3 separate regions of the Triticum aestivum genome follow, and regions 1 and 3 are each linked to region 2. A link is a contact called in public Hi-C data. All regions are on one chromosome and are shown on one strand. The core of a region is the stretch at or near the end of the contact, and the rest is flanking DNA. Distances in the headings are between cores, read along the strand shown.

Region 1 (2,700 bases), core at 170-2,669, 680 kb before region 2:
GACGGCCGGCTAGAAGAAGGTTGCAATGGAGGATCCGCAGTTGGCCATATCTGGCCACGTTGCAGGCGAGCCGCCGATGTTCCCGTTGCCCCAGTACATGAGAGGGGAGGACGTCGGCGCCGTGGCAGCGTTGCTGACCGCTGGGTTCATGGACGCCGCGGCGGCGGCGGCCATGAGCGCGTCCGAGGCCATGATGTTAGCCTCGACGTTAGACGACGACGACGTTGGATGTTGATCCCAGCTCTGCTGATCCCCATCGGTCGCCTTCTTCTGGTGATGGTGGTGGTGCTCGCCGGCGGTGGCCTCGGCCTTCACATGCAGCTCCTCCAGTCCCGGCACGATGGAGCCGGACAGCAGCGGCGCGTAGAAGCCGTCAAAGAGACCGCCAGCTCCGTCTTGAAGGTGCTGCTGCCAGGGCTTGATGTGGATCTGCGAGCCGTTGGCGTCGCCGGCGCCGTAGCCGAGCCCCAGCAGCTGATCCACCTGGGTCTGGTGCTGCTGGTGCATCTCGTAGGCGGTGGCGTCCGAGACGACCGACTGCATGGCGTGGAAGAGGCCGAGGTGGTCGCCGCCCGAGGCGCCGCTCCCGAGCAGCAGCGAGGCCAGGGAGCTGCTCCCGTGGCCGTGGAGGCCCAGCGCCGAGGAGAGGGAGCCCGGCGGCGGGAGCGACATGGAGGTAGACGACGCGATGCCGCCGGCAGCGGCGTTGGAGGAGGCGACGACAGCGCAGGAGCCCGGCCTTCCCCCTGATCCGTTGCTGCTCCTGGAGCGCTTGTTCTTGCGGCAGCCTCCGCCGACGGGGACGTTGCGGAGCGTGCCCCCGCGCGTCCAGTAGCGCTTGCAGGCCTTGCAGAAGTGGCGCGGCTGCGACAGCGAGTAGTTGTTGTAGTAGCAGAACTTGGTGTTGGCCGAGTCGCAGCGTGGGCAACGCAGCGCCTCCGCCCGCGGGTCCGCCACGGGACCGCCCCCAGCGCCACCGCCACCGGCTCCGGCCGACGAAGAGCTGCTCCTCCCCGCGCCAGCAGCGGCGGCTGGCTGCACCACCGCAGCCGCAGCAGTCCCCCCGCCCGCGCCAGCCATGAATTGATCTCCTCCTCCGCCCGCACCCCCGTACGTACGTCTACAGATCAAGACGCGCAAAGGCGGCTGCTAGAGACGAAGCACGCACGCAGGAAAGACTGATCGATCGACGGACGGAGGTGGGAATGGAATGGGATGGGGAGGAGAGGGGGAGGGGGCCGGGGTGGGTGGGGTTTTCAGCTGCGAGGTTCGCTGACAAGGGCTACACAACAAAATGGGCGTGCAGGTATTATTGCGAGCTGATGGTGATACTACCACACTTCCTTCCTTCCTTCCTTCCTTCCTTGCAGCTCCGCGAACAGCGACGACAAGGCAAGATTAGTAGCTAGAGAGGGAAGCGGTCGCACGCAGCCTACCTCAGCTTATATAGCAGCCCAGCGCGGGCCACGAGCGCCGCGTCTGCATGCTACCTGCTAGCTCCCGCGCACATACTACAGTCTTACTAGATCAGATCCATGGTTAATTAATTAATTTTTTAAGTTTCCAACAAAATATATTAGAAGATGGTTAGGTTTCGAAAGGGAAAAAATACTGATGATGTTTGCGTTGCTGAATTTGCGTGTGTTATGTATTATTGCATGTGGTGCCATATCTGAGTTTTTTACTTTTTGAACACATCTGAGCTTTGTATTGTAAAAGCCGTTTTAGTGTGTAAGTGGGGTGGGTATTGTATGTGTACGTGTATGAGTATGGTGTATAGGCTATGTGTGGGAGTTGTTGTTGTTGTCATTCTGATTGATGCTATTGCCTTTGAATTGACTGGGGCACTGTCTATTTGTATATGTGCTGCACTTTGCCTAGTTTTTGGGCGGACTTCTTTCATCTTTTCGAAATAGGGCTGAAAGCACAGGCATTTGCATTGATCAATGCACATGATCCTTAATTAATTATTGCAAAATTTACACTATATATAATGTCTAAATAGAAAAACAAAAGTCCAAGAGGGCAAAGACTAGGCGGGTTATATTACAACCGCCCATAAACAAGAAATATGAAGCCTCATGCGTCACATATCCTATTATTAGGCCGCCCTCCAAATCTGTTGAACAGATTCCTAGCGACTATCTCTCATAGGTTTCGCCTACAGACCGTGGAAGCCCAACCCCTCTCCCGCCAGAGATAGGATCCAGTAAGTTGCTATGTAGATGACGAGCAAAAATGGATAGCGTTCGTCATGCCAAAAGCATTACCACGCGACAATTCCATATTGCCCAAAATAAAGCACAAAATCCCGCACGGATTTGAACTTTAGACATAGGATGCACCCTATTCAATCGAAAATCGCAGGGACATGCAAGTGCGGGGCACGTACCTACCCAGTCGTGCCCGGCTGTTCGATTGCTTTAAATTTGTAAACTTGATTAATCTTAAGGCTTTGATTACTGTACAACGGGGTCTATCCATGCATACTCTTCGCAGCTTTTGCAAGAGTTGCATACGCCATCCATTCCATCTGCCATGCCTTTTTTTTCAGTTCACCTTTTAATTTTAATCTACTTTATAGTTTGAACGTAAAGTCTAAAATTAAGTTTTGTTTACATATTTGTTTTCATCGCGACAAAAACTTTCAAACAAGACCAGTCTTGAATTTGTTTGACAACTTAAAAAAAAATCCAAGTT
Region 2 (2,700 bases), core at 146-2,645:
CTATAATTTGCCATCACATCAACACGATAACCATCATTTTGTAGCTGAACACGAAGGAAAAATACTATCGACTCTAACCTGGAAATACCAATCCCATAGACCTTATCAGCCTCGAGCGCTCTCCCCTGAGCACACAGAAACAGTGCATATGATTCATAGAGCAGTGCATCCTCTAAGAACATTCTCTTCTCCTCCAAATGTGCATACACCTTGTCAAAATCAGAAACTGCATCCCCCTAAAATAGCAAAATCTCAGGAAATTAAGGAATGAGGATAAAAAAAAAGCAGAAAGATAACATCAGCATTGGCATTTTAAAAGCAATTAAGTTACATAGAGGATCCAGATCTTCAGGAGCCGGGGGTCAGTGGAGTACTGATAATCGTCCCCATACTTATCAATGCATTCTGTGACATAAATCTTGAGCTGTTCAAGTGCTGCGTGATAACATTCTGGGTGTGCCCTGATCTCATCAATGGCCTTCTTGATAGACCTGAATATGAACACATAATCGGAGATAAGAAAATAGCACACAGATGGTAGATCATAGAGGCGTCCACGTCACCAGATAAAACACATGACATTTATATGCACAAAATTTGATACTGAACTATGACTGAAGCATATGCACATCAGCTGCATGAATACCAATTGTAAGTTAAGAAATCCATATACTCAAATTGCCCAGAAATTGAACTCCGAAACATAGCTCATACACATAGAAATGAGTTCATAAGTACGAATGGCGGTGATAATCATACTAGTATATGCTTAAACCTTTACGCACTCAAATACATTTGATGCCAGAATCAAGGTATCTCGACTCAATCGCATATTTACAGATTAGCGAATATATGTAGAATCACAAAGGTGAGGTGGCGCAAGCTAAATTAGATGCGTCCGCCATATTATGCACCTAAGCAATGCATAAGCCGGGAGGTTCATCCTTTCTTTTCCACGTATATAAGATAAGAAAGAAAAAAGCACCTGAGCAGTTAGGTGGCGCAACGGAAGCGCGTCTCCATGCGCAAACCGAGGCGAAACCTCGGATACACGCACGCACACAGCTGAGGTGAAATCGCGCGAAGATGTAAGCAGGTAGAGAGGTAGATCTCGAGGGCGCTACCTGAGGTAGGGGAGGATGGGGTCGGACGGCGGCGACGCCTCCCGCGAAGCCCTAGGAGTGGATCTCTGGAGCGGACTGAAGGGGGCCGCCCCCGCGCACGGCGTGCGCTCGATCAGAACCATCCCCGGCGGCGGAACTGAATGGGGAATGGGGAGAGCGACACAGCGTAGCGGCGGAAGAAGGAGAATGGGGAAGATTTTGTTTGAATTCTGAGAGCGCACAACTTTTTTTTTTCTTTGATTCGAGGGAATTGAGAGCGCACAACTTTTTTTTTGAGAGCGCACAACTGAACTGAACGCACGCGGGGCTCGCTGCTGGGCCGAAATGGGCAGACGTGGGCCGAGCCCGTTCTTGCAGCCTTTGATGAACGGCCGTGATTTCGTCGCAGCGCTGTTCCTTTCTTTCAGCGTGTAGGGACCACCGCCCACCGGTGTGCTTGAGCGTGCGCATCTCAGCGAGAGAGAGAGAGAGAGAGAGAGAGAGGACGAGGAGGAGGAGCCGGGGAGCAGGCGAGCAGAGCAGAGATGGAGGCGTTCAGGAAGCAGGCGAACAAGTTCAAGGAGCAGGTCGCCAAGCAGCAGCAGGTGAGCACCATCCGAGATCTCATGATTTCTTCCTCGCGGCATAGTCGTTGGTCGAGGGGCGAGATTTCGCCTTGGCATGATTTGATGCGTTGTGCGTGTGGAGGCCGCCAATGAATGAGCGAGATCGCCTGCGAACCTCGGATCTGCTATCGAAATTGCTACGCTATTGACTTAGGCTACAGACTGTTGAACTGCTACTGATTTAGACTACAGACTGTTTAATCTTATCCTAAACTGCGACCGATTTGGACTGCACTGTTCACACCCTAGTGTGAAGCTACGCTGCTGGTCTTTTGTGCTAGGGGGAGCTTGTTTGCCTGCTCTTATTTAGCTTATGTAATACTCCGTATTTGCTTGTAACACCGTTCTTTGCTCATGTTTACAACAGTGTCAGGATTGGTATATATGGAAATAAATGGATTCGTACTACAGTTTAATGGAAGAGGAAGTTCTTTATTACTTGCTTCAGGAAAAGTTTTTATTTTTAATGGAAGTACAGAAAGGCAAAAATTACAATTTAGGTTCTATTTATCAGAGCATATGTGTACTTTGTGAAACCCCATTGACCATTGCGCTAGAGATGGGCAATGTATATGCATATTCCATAAATGTATGTGCAGAATCCTCTAACTAAATTTGTGTAGCCCTTTTTAGGAAAGGGGCCAATTCAGTGGTCTGTTCCTTTTTCATGCACTCCTAGGTTAGTTATTCTAGTGTCTACCATGCCATCAATGCAAATGTTCTTATTCCAGCATTCCATTATATATGCGAATTACTACTAAGTTTTTCTTTTATATTGCTCTTGACATGCGTGGAGTTTCCATGTAAACCCCGTTATTAATTATCTATAAGAAGCGTAAAGCTACGCATTGCTACTAATTTCTGTATGAAAAAAGGGCTAAATTTGAGATCACTTTTGTAGCATAACCATATTAGCATTCAAAATTTGTTTTTGTGGTCTAAACATGCTCCTAAACTCCATTTCTGCAATG
Region 3 (2,700 bases), core at 152-2,651, 610 kb before region 2:
CTGTCTATTAAGGTGCTCATGGACCAACACAGCAGCCTCCATCTCCTCATCATCGGATGAGGAATCGTCGGAGTCGCACAAAAATTGTGGAAAAAGAACTCGTCGGCGGAGTCCATTTGTACCTTGAGGCAAACTGTTGAACATCTTGCGGGCGTCAACGAAGAAGCTTGCCGGCGAAGAGAAGCGCGCCTCCCCCGGACCAGGTGGCTGGCCTGGCGGCGTCCGACGAGTGTGGCGCCGTTCGACGAGTGTGGCGGCGTCAGGCCAGCTGCGCATCGACGAAGGAGCTGGCCGGGGCCGCAGGAGCGGTTTCGTGCTCTCGGGCGACGTCGGAGTGGGGGTGGGAAGCTGCGGTGGTGGTGGTGACGTGGGAGGTGGCGATGTGGGGGAAGGTGTGGAGGCACGGACTGCTGGCAGAGGCACCGGAACTGTGGGGCGGCGACGACGTGGCGGGGCAGGCGAGGGCTTGCTGTCAATAGGGATGGAAGAGGAAGGCCAATGTGCCACCGACAAGCGGGCCAGGCGGAGGAGTAGGCGTGCATCGTGTGCGTCCACTTTGTGTCGGCGCCGACGCAAATCAGACTCAAAATTGTGTCGAAAATGGGTCGACAGGCGGACGAAAAGCTGACGCGCGATCGTTTGGTTCGGCGCGTTGGACCGGTTTTTTTGTCCGCGGTGACCCAAACGGACACGCGCGGGCGAAATGGATCGGCGCGTTGGAGTTGCTCTTACTGGTCCCATAGATTATCGTACGCCGACAGTCTTCGGTTCAAAAAAAATTTACAATACATTTGAGTGGACAATGAAGGCAAAATTGTTTTTGAGGTGCTAAATATCTTGCTACTCTCTCGCAAAAAAAAAACTTGCTACTAACTGGCACGAACGTACGTGCTCCGGCCGATCCACATTCAAGGACGTGAATGAGTCACATACACAAGCACAGTGACGCGCGTACGTACGGTGATGCATGCGCGCGTGGCACACAATCCTGGTTACTGGTGACAGGGCAGGCAGCGCGCGACCAACCGACCGCACATTGGCGATGAGTGGACCAGCCAGCCGGCCGGCCGGCCTAGCTACGACGCTGTAGCTCCACTGCTAGCCAGCACGCGCGGCTCTGCGCTGCTCTGGTGTGCCCAAAAGTTTTCCCACGAATGTACTCCCCCGGTAATTGTGCATTTGTGCGTGCGTAGTTTCATTCTGCCGCGGCGTACCTACGTGGCCGGATTGATTGGTCATAAGACAGTCCATGTGTTATTATATTATTATTACTGGAGGCATCGAGTACGGCACGGCACGGCAGATGGAGACATGACGGGGCATGTATATACTGGCTCGTGTCGTGCGTGTCTCTTTGCTCGGAAGGAACGGATCCGTGGTGGAGCGGGACGCGACTCCATCGGGGGGCCGGGTCGGAGACGAGGAAATTCCGGAGATGGCAACGGGCGGAGGTCCGGCCAAGGATGGAGCGGAGAGGAGACGCATGGTGGACTGGACTGGGGTTGTCGGTCAAAACCCGCGTGGAGATGCTTTTGAGTGGTCTCCACGCGCCACCCACCTCCACTAGCGCGCGTCCGTTTCCCACGCAGCGCGCACTTGCCCGGGCCGCGCCGCGCCGCGCCTGTAGAATTCGATTTCATTTCCATTTCCCTCTCTCTCACTCTCCCTGGCAAGGAGAAAGAAAGAGAGACGGAACTTGCTTGGGCTCTGCCCCTTTAAATACTACGCCAAAGGCGTATCTACGTGGGACACGTACGTACGTACGAATGGACGGATGGACGAAACTTGGTTCGTTGGCCGGGCCCGCCAGTGGAAACGACAAAGCAAAATATATTCTCAGATGGACAGCGCGACGACAATGATCTCAGTCTCTCCAACTTGCTACAGATCCGACTATTCTACTATATATACTCTGTCCACATCCATCCATTCTTTGCTTCCATCCCTTTCCATTCCATTCCAAATAGTATTCCATCTCCATTCAAAATATTCGGGCGGCGACACACATACACATGCTCTCACGCTCCATCATCGATCATACTAGTATCTCATCGGCCATAGACCATAGCCACACATGCCAGCCACGACACCATCGATAGCTACGTACACAGGCTAGCTAGTTATTATTAATCCGCTTGATTAGTCACTTGTCTATATCAATTAGCATCGCGTGACACCAATACTTGTCGCCATGTGACTACCTATACCTAACCTATGGTGCCGTTACGTGGTATCACGTGCTTGTGCTTATGCTTATGTATGTACTCCCTCCGTTTCTAAATATAAGTCTTCGGATAGACTTTACTGTGGACTACATCCGTATGTGGTTCATAGTAGAATCTCTCCAAAGTCTTATATTTAGGAACGAAGAGTGTATATGTATATGTGCACCATGCATGCACCCTATTCCCAACTGCTACGTGTAATAGTACTACGTCTGGCCACTGTTCTTACGGCACAACAGTTTCGAGTACGCATGCAGTGGGCGAGCGCACCCCGACCTGATTTACAATGTACCTTTACACTGCCTACACTAGTTTTGAGTAGGTACTCCCTCCGTTTCAGTTTACAAGTCCTACGCGTATATCTAGGTTACCAATTTTATCATCCTAATATAAACTATATAACACAAAATTATATCTTTTGAAAGTAGAAACTCCGAAGTTTATGTTGGTATATTTTTTGTAATATATATGACTT

The links. Hi-C and Micro-C count contacts between places; a contact is called where the count stands out from the background.
Region 1: a Hi-C map of leaf shows a contact between it and region 2, with 4 times the contacts expected there. The contact joins the promoter of LOC123052574 here to the promoter of LOC123052575 in region 2. A contact is called at or near these places in 3 of 5 Hi-C or Micro-C datasets (all in leaf).
Region 3: a Hi-C map of leaf shows a contact between it and region 2, with 3 times the contacts expected there. The contact joins the enhancer-like site here to the promoter of LOC123052575 in region 2. A contact is called at or near these places in 2 of 5 Hi-C or Micro-C datasets (both in leaf).

The regions. Positions count from the first base shown.
Region 1 is chr2D:205,607,136-205,609,835 of IWGSC CS RefSeq v2.1, forward strand. LOC123052574 (dof zinc finger protein DOF5.8) reads right to left here and starts at 1,420. Exons shown (of 1, transcript XM_044475820.1): 1 at 1-1,420. The coding sequence starts at 1,080. The coding sequence ends at 10.
Region 2 is chr2D:206,283,640-206,286,339 of IWGSC CS RefSeq v2.1, forward strand. LOC123052575 (mitotic checkpoint serine/threonine-protein kinase BUB1) reads right to left here and starts at 1,396. Exons shown (of 14, transcript XM_044475821.1): 1 at 1,125-1,396; 2 at 332-491; 3 at 79-236. The coding sequence starts at 1,246. LOC123052577 (SH3 domain-containing protein 3) reads left to right here and starts at 1,517. Exons shown (of 10, transcript XM_044475823.1): 1 at 1,517-1,708. The coding sequence starts at 1,649.
Region 3 is chr2D:205,675,395-205,678,094 of IWGSC CS RefSeq v2.1, forward strand. No RefSeq gene overlaps it. Among protein-coding and RNA genes, the nearest start is that of LOC123052574, 68 kb to the left of the region's middle. Within about 2 kb of position 1,402, at least 4 of the 8 cell types and tissues checked have an H3K27ac peak or open chromatin away from gene starts, as enhancers often do. A contact at or near this core is called in leaf, where this site is marked.